Linked DNA regions of Mus musculus: regions 1, 2 and 4 are each linked to region 3. A link is a contact called in public HiChIP or PLAC-seq and promoter capture Hi-C data. All regions are on one chromosome and are shown on one strand. Each heading gives the region's core, a stretch centred on a gene start, on an enhancer-like site or on the middle of the called end of the contact. The rest is flanking DNA. Distances are from core to core; before and after follow the strand shown. Region 1 overlaps Arvcf (armadillo repeat gene deleted in velocardiofacial syndrome). Region 2 overlaps Txnrd2 (thioredoxin reductase 2). Region 3 holds the start of Gp1bb (glycoprotein Ib, beta polypeptide). Region 4 holds the start of Cldn5 (claudin 5).

What was found. Promoter capture Hi-C pulls out the DNA fragments that hold promoters and counts their contacts. HiChIP or PLAC-seq counts read pairs in DNA pulled down with a chosen protein or histone mark.
Region 1: a contact with region 3 is called in a promoter capture Hi-C map of cranial neural crest. The contact joins the enhancer-like site here to the promoter of Gp1bb in region 3. A contact is called at or near these places in 10 of 39 promoter capture datasets (3T3-L1-derived adipocytes, cranial neural crest, embryonic stem cells and 6 more), 1 of 484 Hi-C or Micro-C datasets (bone marrow-derived macrophages), 8 of 115 datasets of contacts at active chromatin or transcription factors (craniofacial prominence, embryonic basal ganglia, embryonic hindbrain and 5 more) and 5 of 9 other capture datasets (adipose tissue, embryonic stem cells, liver and 2 more).
Region 2: a promoter capture Hi-C map of trophoblast stem cells shows a contact between it and region 3, with 4 times the contacts expected there. The contact joins the enhancer-like site here to the promoter of Gp1bb in region 3. A contact is called at or near these places in 25 of 39 promoter capture datasets (the 3T3-L1 cell line, 3T3-L1-derived adipocytes, the C10 cell line and 14 more), 4 of 15 datasets of contacts at CTCF or cohesin (the NIH/3T3 cell line, embryonic stem cells and pro-B cells), 15 of 484 Hi-C or Micro-C datasets (the BV-2 cell line, the HL-1 cell line, the N1E-115 cell line and 7 more), 22 of 115 datasets of contacts at active chromatin or transcription factors (T-cell acute lymphoblastic leukemia, craniofacial prominence, embryonic basal ganglia and 11 more) and 4 of 9 other capture datasets (adipose tissue, embryonic stem cells, liver and 1 more).
Region 4: a contact with region 3 is called in an H3K4me3 HiChIP or PLAC-seq map of forebrain, with 3 times the contacts expected there. The contact joins the promoter of Cldn5 here to the promoter of Gp1bb in region 3. A contact is called at or near these places in 11 of 39 promoter capture datasets (the HPC-7 cell line, the SN4741 cell line, cranial neural crest and 5 more), 15 of 484 Hi-C or Micro-C datasets (B cells, LSK cells, colorectal tumor organoids and 2 more), 12 of 115 datasets of contacts at active chromatin or transcription factors (bone marrow-derived macrophages, embryonic forebrain, embryonic limb bud and 6 more) and 5 of 9 other capture datasets (adipose tissue, embryonic stem cells, liver and 2 more).

Annotation. Positions count from the first base shown.
Region 1 is chr16:18,376,173-18,378,872 of GRCm38.p6, reverse strand. The region is part of intron 2 of Arvcf (armadillo repeat gene deleted in velocardiofacial syndrome); the gene reads right to left. Among named protein-coding and RNA genes, the nearest start is that of Arvcf, 29 kb to the right of the region's middle. Within about 2 kb of position 1,447, at least 42 of the 459 cell types and tissues checked have an H3K27ac peak or open chromatin away from gene starts, as enhancers often do.
Region 2 is chr16:18,470,471-18,473,170 of GRCm38.p6, reverse strand. It overlaps Txnrd2 (thioredoxin reductase 2), which reads right to left. Exons shown (of 18, transcript NM_013711.3): 13 at 922-1,017; 14 at 285-377. Among named protein-coding and RNA genes, the nearest start is that of Gnb1l, 27 kb to the left of the region's middle. Within about 2 kb of position 1,385, at least 36 of the 459 cell types and tissues checked have an H3K27ac peak or open chromatin away from gene starts, as enhancers often do. A contact at or near this core is called in trophoblast stem cells, where this site is marked.
Region 3 is chr16:18,621,046-18,623,745 of GRCm38.p6, reverse strand. It overlaps Gp1bb (glycoprotein Ib, beta polypeptide), which reads left to right and starts at 1,343. Exons shown (of 2, transcript NM_010327.2): 1 at 1,343-2,175; 2 at 2,414-2,700. The coding sequence starts at 2,166. It overlaps Septin5 (septin 5), which reads left to right. Exons shown (of 12, transcript NM_213614.2): 9 at 329-425; 10 at 506-641; 11 at 729-831; 12 at 950-1,935. The coding sequence ends at 1,006.
Region 4 is chr16:18,775,437-18,778,136 of GRCm38.p6, reverse strand. It overlaps Cldn5 (claudin 5), which reads right to left and starts at 1,290. Exons shown (of 1, transcript NM_013805.4): 1 at 1-1,290. The coding sequence starts at 1,141. The coding sequence ends at 485.

The DNA of each region.
Region 1 (2,700 bases), core at 198-2,697, 240 kb after region 3:
ACTGGCAGTACTCTCTCACTGTCAGCCACCATGGATATAGGAAGGGCAAAACAGGCCATGGCACTCAGAGCTGAGCCCTGGGGGATGCAGGTCACCATTCCTTTGTAACAGTGGCCTGTCTACATCCAGGTGACTCTCAGGAGAAATACTGTCCCTGGCATGACCTCCTGGTAAACAATTCAGAGAAGCAAGCAACACAGACGTCTTGTAAGGGAATACTGGTTCACTCTGGCCAACAGGATGTAATCTTTAACCCAGCTGTCAACCTGATGAAGTTCCAAACTATCTAAAACATAAGAGGATTACTTCAGTCCAATCAGTCAGTTACTTGGCTAAGGGATCAGCCCTAGAAAGGTGGGCTCACCTTAAGGGCTCCCACACTAGGGAGACAAGTGCAGTAATGACTCCTTTAATGAGATGCTGCCCTTCTTAGAATCCCTGCTCCCACATGCTCCCCTTGGGCTGTCCTAAGGGTCCATGGATCTTTGCACCTTTCTGAGCCCTGACTGAAAAAGCTGTAACTTTCTCTTCTCTTCTACTTCTGTCTCCTTCAGCCACTAGCTAGAACCTAAGGTTTGTTTGTTTCTGTTGCTGTTTTCTTACTCTTTGGGCTTCCTTACTCTTTCTCTAAAGCTCTCCTCCCCACTATGAGGCAGCTTGTCTGCCATGTGCTTACTGCTATGCCCTCTAAACTAACACCGCATCATTTTCTTCCTCCTTGCTGTCTCCTTTCCCCTCCTACTGGCAATTGCTGAGGATTATGGCTTTCCTGCCCTGGGTTGGGTGTTTTGTTTTGTTTTGTTTTGTTTTTTCACTCTAATAAAAAAGTCCTCTTGGAACAAACTTTAACTTTCAAACTCTTCCTGCCTTTTAATTCTTTTTGTTTAATCATTTTTTTAGAATGAATATATATATATATATATATATATATATATATATGTGTGTGTGTGTGTGTGTGTGTGTGTGTGTATCAATTGTGTGTATGTACACATACACACACACACACACACACACACACGCACGCACGCACGCACCTCACCCAGTGTAGACTTCTAGCCCTTCAGTGCTGCCTGGCTTCTCAACTCCACACCCCTCAGAGGCTCTGGGATTTGGAGATCCTTCTCTGGAGGGGGTGGAGATCTGAGACAGGATCATTCTCCTGTGTGTCCCATCTCCACTCTTTCCAAAAGGACCCCTGAATCATCAGCACTTCCTGTTCCTGAGGCTGTCATCATTTGAGACAGGACCCCTCTATGTACCCCAGGCTCAAGATGTAGCCACGGTTGACCCTGAACTCCTGTATGGCCTGACAGTACTGGAATTACAGGCATGCAGAGCCTGCAGTCCTGATGACTGAACCCAAGGACTGTGTGTGCAGGGACCTTGCCACTGAACTACACCGCTAGCCAGGTCTGGGGATTCTCTGCTGTGAGAGGCCTGGGAAAGCTGCCTCCCGCTGAGTCACATGACTGCATTTATCTGCACAGAGGGGAAGGACTAAAGCTATGACCCTCCCTCCCCCAACCCCTGCCAAAGGTTAAAGATGATGTTCAATGAATTGGGAACTGGCCACAAAGAAAAGGAAGCATCATAAATGTCTTTTACAAAACCACACCAAAGGCAGTTGATTGCAGAGAGGAACAGATAGCAGTAGCAGAAACTCAAGCCTGGTGGGGTAGAAAGCAAACTCAAGCTGCAAACAGGCAGAAAATGACAAAGATGACCAAAAGGCCAGGCAAGCAAAAAGGCAGAGAGAAACTCCCAGAGCAGAACAGAAGTTTCAACCACAGAGACAAGACCAGAAACTGCTGGAGGCAAGCCTCATGGGGGCTTGTCAGGATTATGGTCAGAACCTGGGTTGGGGTGAGCTTCCTGTCCAGAAAGCTGTCTGTACCTGTTTCTACTGTTAGTAACAGTGCCACACCCAAGGAGGTTAGAGAGGAAAAGCTTATGATTTTAGTCTAAGGTCACGAGGCTGTATTGAAGTGTGGTCTTGCCAGCAGGGTTGCAAGGTGGTCCAGGGTGTCACATGCTGGAGAAACAGAGCACAGGAGACCTAGGTCACCACCCTGTACAACAGATCCACTCTTGGATAACCATTAACAAATTTAAAAAAAAAAAAAAACAACCAAACATAAAAAACCAGGTTAATCTATTCAGGAGGGCAGAGCCCTAATCACTTCCTAAAGCCTCCTTCCGGACCATTCTTATTATCTTATAAAGTGAAATTAAATTTCAGCCAGCGGTCTGGAGGAAACAAGCCACATTCAAACCACAGCAGAAGCCACTGCAAGAGTGGACATGTCTCTCAGCATTTTACAAGTCTTATCAAGGTCACATGTCTTCTGGTCTCCCAGGTGTGCTGTGTCCCCTGCACGGTTCAGGAAACAGTCGGCCTGGTCCCTGCTAGGCTTGGTGAGTGTGGACACTGCTCATCAACAAAAGTCAACGCCTGCCTTCTTCCTCTTAGATGCTTTTTTTTTTTTTTTTTTTTTTTTTTTTTTTGGTTTTTCGAGACAGGGTTTGTCTGTATAGCCCTGGCTGTCCTGGAACTCACTTTGTAGACCAGGCTGGCCTCGAACTCAGAAATCCACCTGCCTCTGCCTCCCGAGTGCTGGGATTAAAGGCGTGCGCCACCACCGCCGGGCTCTCTTAGATGCTTTTATGAAAAGGAAGAGCTAATGGCTTTTTAAAAGCACA
Region 2 (2,700 bases), core at 136-2,635, 150 kb after region 3:
GGCGGGGTGTTGGAGGCTACCAGATCATAAGACTTCAGAGGAAGGCAGCAGTCAGAGACCCAGGTGGACACCAGGGCAGCAGGGGACATTCAGTGGGACCAGAGAAGCGAAACTTAGGCACACACTAAAGCTGCCGGAGGCTTCCCTTGTTTCTGGGGCTGCTCCCCAACACTCCTGTCCTGTGGGGCCCCACACTATGCCCTGACAAGAGCAGCCTCCAGAAGTAGCCCCTGTTTACCAGACCTCCAATCTATAGAGGGGTTCTGTGGAGGAGAGTTCCCTACCTCTACATGCTCCTGGCCATGGAGAGCCACAGCCTCCTCCTCAGACAGCCCCACACAGCCATACTCCAGTGGTGTAAAGACAGTTGTGGGAACCTGGAAAGTAGGTCTGGAATCAGATGTGCTTTGTGTGTGTGTGTGTGTGTGTGTGTGTGGTCCCCCCACCCCCCTCTCCCAAACTGAAAATGCGTCCCCTGAGTGACACTTGAGCAGTAATCTGAGGCCAGGGACCCAGCCACACATGAGCACAGCAGGTGGCCACTCATTGTTCCTGGGCTGGACCAGGAGCTAAACTACATACATTCCTTTTTCTAGAAGAGGGAATGAGCTGCCAGGGATAGCTCACGGACACAGGCTTTCTCTGAACCCACTGATGTGCTGGTCCCATGATAGAGCTCAAAAGAGATTCGGCCATACTTCCCAGCGACTCAGGGTCTGGTTCACATGGCCCTAAAGACTGTATCCTCCTGCTCATGTGCACGCAGGTATTCACATCGGTGTGCACATACATACATGCACATACCCATGTGTGCATGCATGTATCCACGTACATGCAGGCACATAGATGCAAACACCCCTTACCCCAGAAGAACCAGCCAAGCCTTTCCTAGCTTGACCTGGGTCCTTTAAAGGAACTCACATTGCTGTAATCCATTAAGGTTGAGGATTTCCCAAAGAGCCGCTGAGCCAGAAGCTTTCCTGCCTTGATAGCTGTGGGCGTCAGCTCAGGCCGCCCCTGAGGGAAGAGTACAACAGCATTATACTGCAGACAGCCTGTGCAGATACCACACCACCACCCATCGCCCTCCTAGCAGGTGGTTGAAGACTCACAACACCATGCCACAGGCTTCAAAGACATGGACATGAGCTGTCAGGCTGTGCCAACCTCAAAAGCCTTCAGCACGCAAGGCTGATTCCCCACAGTGAGAATCCCAGGGCCTGTGGGTCTGCTTATCTACCCTTTCTCTAGAGGAGGGAAAGCAGCCGGGCTCAGCCCCACTACGCTCACTTGCACAGGCTCTTCTCTGAATAAGCCACACTGATGATCTCAGAGTGCTGGTCCCATGACAGAGCTCCAAAGAGATCCCGCCCATGGTTCCCCGTGACTCGGGGTCTGGTTCATATGGCCCCAAGCATGTCACGTGCTCCTGACACACAGCTTGACATGCATGTCATAGTCCATGACAAATCCCAAATCAGTGTCATTCTGCAGGAGACCACTTTGTCTCAGGGCGCACATCGCCTCGGGTATTCCTGCTTGCAGCAGCTCAGACCCCCACTGCCAATCGCCTCTGTAGCAGGAAATGCAGATGCTGTTTGGCATTCCAGAAATGAGTAGAGATCTACAGAGATAAACTACACTTCCAGCCAGCACATTCCATCCGGCCTGAGTAACCCAGGAAACATCCCCACACAGCACACCTTACCCCATTAGACAACACCACTACTTCACCCTAGGCTCTCTAGCTGCTGGCCTGACCTGAATGAAGGGGTATTAACTTCATGCTTACATTCATCTTTTAAACTGTGTATTGAAATTTTAAAATAAAGAAGGCTTTCCTGTGCCACATGCTGGTGGCAACCCAGCACTGTGTGCTAGACTGAGACACACTCGATGTCTCTCTTCTGAGACAACACAGGTGCTATCTCAGGGTACAGTGCTCACAAAACAGAGATGAGGCCTATAGTTGGAGAACAAGCAACCACACTGCCCAGGTTTGTGGCCTGAGCCTTAATTAGATAGTGGTGTAAAGTGCTGGAGAGGTGGCTCAGTGGTGAAGAGCACTGGCTGCCCTTCCACAAGACCTGGGTTTCAGCATCCATATAAAAGCTAACAATTCTTTGTAACTTCAGTTCCAGGGCACCTGACGCCCTCTTCTGGCTTCCATGTGCACCAGGCACACATGAGGTCCACACATAAAAAGAAGTTTAGATGGTGAAATGACCAGGAGGGAGCAGTGCTGGGCAGAAAGCTCTGTGGTACTTTTCATGCAGTCCTCCTTGGAACTGACATCTCTGAGGCCTGGTACCTGGCAGCAGTGAGAATCAGGCACCTCTTAGAGAGTCACATGTTCCTGAACTTAAAACACAGGGCCTGATGGTATCGTGTACAGTGGCCACGGCTCATATCTGAGCATTCTGACAGTTGTAGGGGACCCCTCTGGTACACCAAAGAGTCCAAGAGCCATGCTGACCTAGCAAGAGTTCTACTGGGACCTATTAGACTCAACCACTGGCTCCGTCTCCCCAGATTCTTCTCTACACTTTCCAAAGTGAGTTCCAAAGGGAACCAAGGCAGAGCAGCCACCTGGAAGGCATAGGTGCCAGATGCTCTTGCCTGGCCTGCTTTGCTTCCAACCAGAACCTTCAGTTACCCCAGCTTATGTCTCCTACCAGGATGGCCCCCATCCCATATACA
Region 3 (2,700 bases), core at 94-2,593:
AGAGAGGTTGTGACAGAGAGCTAAGCCAGGAACTAGGGCCTTTGGGCCAGAAGCAGATGGCAGCGCCATCTACCAGTAAGCATGGTCTTGGCTTTGACTTGAACCGTGGAGGAAGCTCCTGGAAGCATCCAGTGCCAGAGAAGTGCCTGGCGTTGTGGCAGAAACCCCAAGGCCTTTAGCCCCACAGGCTTTGTGGCTTTTGTGGGTAGCAAAGACACCCACAGAGGGACCATGCCATGGGAGGGGGATGATGGCAGTGCTGGAATGGCCTCTGAGCCAGCTGCTCTTACAGACTAGGCTGGGCTGGGTCCTTGCTCCCCTTCCCCAGGAAAGTGCACCCTTCGCCGTTATTGGCAGCAACACTGTGGTGGAGGCCAAGGGGCAGCGGGTCCGGGGGCGACTGTACCCCTGGGGGATCGTCGAAGGTGAGATGAGGCAGGAGGCTGGGTGAGGGGTGGGTGGCTCCCCTAGACTGACACCGACTCATCGTCGATCCTGCCCACAGTGGAGAATCAGGCGCACTGCGACTTTGTGAAGCTCCGCAACATGCTCATCCGCACTCACATGCACGACCTCAAAGATGTGACGTGCGACGTGCACTATGAGAACTACCGTGCCCACTGCATCCAGCAGATGACCAGGTGGGCCACCCGCACCAGTAGCAGGCCAGGCGGCTCCCACCCTCCTAACCCGAACCTCCCAACAAGCACAGCCCTCTCATTCCACAGCAAACTCACCCAGGACAGCCGCATGGAGAGCCCCATTCCTATCCTCCCACTACCCACACCGGATGCGGAGACCGAGAAGCTCATCAGGATGAAGGATGAAGAGGTGGGTGGATATCAGGAGTAGGGCCGAGATTGTGAACAGGGTAGGGAGGAGAAGCAGAGGGCAGAGCTACAGCTCTCCTGCCTTTTCTCACTCTGACTTGGGTCGCCCCCACCACCAGCTAAGGCGCATGCAGGAGATGTTGCAGAAGATGAAGCAGCAAATGCAAGACCAGTGACACCCGCCCCAGCCCCACGTCGTCGACAAGGATAGACGGCCGGTTTCCGGGCTGGCCCCTCCTACCCCTGGATCCCAGACTGTCCTGGATTCCACCCTGGGTTCATCTGGATCTCAGAAGGCCTGGACCTCACCCTAATCCAAAGTGGCTTTGACCAGACTGTTCAGACCTGGAGCCACAGAGCCACAGCCCCCAGATGACCCTAATTTATTCTCGGCGTCCACCCTTCCCGGTCATTTGTATCTGCTTCCGAGTGCTCTGAATCACAGCCCCTCCCCAACCTCCTGCCCCCGCCCCACCCCGCACCTCCCCGCCTATCATAAGGGAACAAGATGTGCACAACCTCCAAGATCTCCCTTCCTAGAAGATCACTGCCCCCCAGCGGGCCAATAAACCAGGGTAGAGGAGGGACGTGGATGCAGGATCTTGGGCCTATTACCCAAGCTAGTGCTGCAGAGTGGAGTTGGGAGGCCCCCCTCTGCCGATTCCAGTGGGCTACGAAGCATTTGCTAATGGCCTACTGAGCGCGGAAGTAGGCCGGTTCCTCCCTTACTCCCTAATCATGCTCTGTTCAGGATCGGAGGCGGCGGGGTTTGGAGGCTAAGGCCTTTAGGAAGACCCCAGATCTAGAGGCTTCTGGGAGGAAGGCGGGGCCGCGATGCTCTAGACCGCTCGCGCCCCTTCCTGAGTCTACCTGAAGGACTCCAAGGGCGGTAGAGACGGGGTGTCCCTATGCCTAGACTACTTTCGTCCACCCATAGGTCAAGGTCTTTTCTTCCCAGCAACTCTGTTGCACAAGGATTCCAGCCCTTGGCCTCCTCCATATCTCCACCCGCATGATTCCTCCCCACACACCCCATGCTCCGTTTTGTTCAGTTGTGAATGCCGCGTCCTGTCCTGGTGACAGGAGAACAAAGTTGGTGAACGTCGCACCGAGTGTCCGAGTGTTCCATGAGCCCCTGGGAGCGGGCGGGGGGACGGAAGCCCGGGCTGCCTGCGGCCCCAGGCGATAGTACCCTATCTGCCTTCGCAACGCCCTTGCGCGCCGGCTCGGAGTTATTTCTGGCCAGGCGGCAGAATTGTGGTCTGTTGCTGTAGACTCAGGCAGGCTCTCGGGCCAACGCCTCTCCAGAACGAAGTAGGCCACCATCCTCTCGCCATGGGCTCCCGTGAGTTCTGGGGTCGGGTCTGCAGCTTTCTAGGAAGAGCCACGGTCAGGAGGTGTTCTAGTTTGGGCATCAATAGGCAAAGTCTTGGATCAGAGGTGGATGGAAACTCGAGCCAGCGCCCAGAGTGGCCGGGGTGGAGGGACCTGCGGACTCGTGGGATGCTGGTCCTAGGAGCTGGCGGGAGCAGCGCCGACGGTCCCAAGGATGCTCCCGCCTCATCCTAGTGCTTCTCTTTCAGGGCCCCGTGGGGCGCTGAGCCTGCTGCTTCTGTTGCTAGCGCTGCTCAGCCGCCCAGCCTCTGGCTGCCCCGCGCCATGCAGCTGCGCAGGGACGCTCGTGGACTGTGGGCGCCGCGGGCTGACCTGGGCGTCGCTGCCGGCTGCCTTCCCTCCCGACACCACCGAATTGGTGCTGACCGGCAACAACCTGACGGCGCTGCCGCCCGGGCTTCTGGACGCGTTGCCTGCTCTGCGCGCAGCACACCTGGGCGCCAACCCCTGGCGCTGCGACTGCCGCCTATTGCCG
Region 4 (2,700 bases), core at 41-2,540, 150 kb before region 3:
GCTGGAGTGAGACCAGGTCCAGGCTAAGTCCTTTGGTTCAGTAGGTTCTTCTCCACTAACAAAGAAAATGCCCTTTTTAACACGTCCCTCTGGCAGCCCCGGGGTTTCTCCAGCTGCCCTTTCAGGTTAGCAGGTGCCACTGGACATTAAGGCAGCATCTAGTGCCCCCAGGATCTCAGTAGGAACTGTTCGCGGCAGTTTGGTGCCTACTTCACCGATGAAATCTGAGCGTTCCACCCACGTCGTGGCCAACTGCGCATAGAAGAAAAGGTCGGTCAAGTTCTTAAAAGTGCCTGTAGTCTGTTCTGAGCAGGGCCCGGCTAGTGATGGTCAACGGACTCTGAGAGCGGGCAAGTCTGGCCCGAACCCAGCATGACTTGCGCTGCGCAACCCAGCGGTGGTCGTCATCCACACACGGCTTCCCGCATCGGTCTTTCCCATCGCGGGCTTAGCTGCGGGAAGAGCCCCGCCATGCCTCCCGCCCTTAGACATAGTTCTTCTTGTCGTAATCGCCATTGGCCGTGGGCCGCCGCGGCGCAGAGTACTTGACCGGGAAGCTGAACTCAGGGCGCCCGGTGCAGACCCAGGCGCCGCAACACACGAGGCCGCCACCGCACATGAGCAGTGCGGAGGCCGCCCAGCCGATGTACAGCGCCGCGCCCAGCTCGTACTTCTGTGACACCGGCACCGTCGGATCATAGAACTCGCGGACAACGATGTTGGCGAACCAGCAGAGCGGCACGAGTGCCAGCAGCCCGCACACCGCGTAAAGCGCTCCTCCCGTGAGTGCTACCCGTGCCTTAACTGGGCCCGGGGCCACGCAGGTGGTGCACTGAGCGCCGGTCAAGGTAACAAAGAGTGCCACCAGCGCCAGCAGCACAGCGCCCACGGTGAGTGCCCGAGCTGCCTGCACCTCCGCACTCAGCGCCAGCACAGATTCATACACCTTGCACTGCATGTGCCCGGTACTCTGCACCACGCACGACATCCACAGCCCCTTCCAAGTCGTCTGCGCCGTCACGATGTTGTGGTCCAGGAAGGCAGTCACCTGCCACATGGGCAGCCCACACGCCAGGATCAAGCCCACCCATCCTACCAGACACAGCACCAGACCCAGAATTTCCAACGCTGCAGACCCCATGGCTAAAGACTGAATGCTCACCCGACGGCCCTTGGGGCCTCCGGGTGCTCTCTGCGCTGCTTAGGCTGGGAGCTGGGAATTGATTCTGGTGCCTCTGCTCTGGAGCCTCCAGTCCTGGAGCAGAAGAGGAGGTTTTAACTACACCAACTGGGTTCTGAAGTAACCTGTTGTCCTATTTGAAGTCTCGGGGGCGGACTCTGCCCCCAGGGCGCAGCCCCCCGAGTTAGCTCAACCAATCCATGAGCAGACCTTCGGCCCACAGCCAATCGCGGACCCCCTGACAGCTACAGTTACTGAAACCACGGGCGAGCAGGACTAGTCCTGCTCACCCGAACCGCACCCTGCAGAACCGCAGTCTGAGACCCTACCAGTTTCTGTCCTAGTAGGGGCTGATCTTGGCAGGTACACAGGAGATCTGTGCGCCCCTGTCTCCACTGTTAGCAGCATGACCCCTAACCTACACTCACCAGCTCCACCTGCTACATCCCGGATCATTCCAACTCCTCTCTGCAGACTGCTTGGCCTGGAGGTTCTCTGAGCCCCCGTGCACAGGTGAAACAAACCTCTACGCCCGCCGTTTTTCCCTTGGCACACCAAGCGGAGATGCTCGGCAAGCCTGTGTTGGGCTTGCCCTTAATTATAACCTCATTCATGATCCTACCCAACCACCGCCTACAGTTCTCACTCCTTCCCTGGAACCACTGGTCTGACACAAAGTGAACACTGCAAGGGCCTGTGCTCTCCTCTGGGATGCTGCGCAACCCCTGAGGGTTCTCCGACGTCCAGTCTTCTCCAGCAGATAGGCTGTGATCCTAACACAGCATACTGGAATCCTGGGACAGCAGAGACACGATGGGACATAGAAAGGCTATGCCTTGCCATCCTACAAATAGTTGTGGTGCTTTGCCACCCCAGCCCCCAGGCCACCCTCCGGAAGCCAACTTGGAGTTTCCTGGCCAGGAGGAAGAGCCCCCATCCTCGGTGGAGGAGGGAGCCGCGGGATTTCCGGGCATTCTTCTGCACAATGGCCCAGCCATTTCTTGAAAGGTCCACTGGGTTAGACACACTGGGTCCCTGAGGCTCAGGTGGGGGCACCAGGCCCCACAGCCCACAACCAAACTAGGGCGCCAGCCTCTTTCCAGTGAACACTCCTCCCTGCTCCCTTTGTTTCCAGCTAACCCTGGACTCCAGCTGGGCTTTGTTGTCTTCTGTTGTTGTTCTGTTTGGGGGTTTTGTTTTGTTGTTTCCTCTGCTCAAAAGAACTCAGGGCCTCTATAGGGAAAGGATGACATTGTTGAGGCCAGCCACAGATGTGGAGATTTTGGTAAATCTCTCCCTTTTATGGGTCCCTGCTTCCTTCTGGAGATGGCTCTGAGCTAGAGGTCTATGGGGCCAGGTCATTGCCTACTTCACCCTACAACAAACTGTTCTTAGAAGACGGCGGGAGAGCCTCACATACACACCCTTTCTTGTCCTCCCTGGTACCTCTTCCAGCTATCATATATTAACTGCTGCCTTCTATCTTCTAGAGACCCCTGCTTTTCTGCAGACCCTTCTCC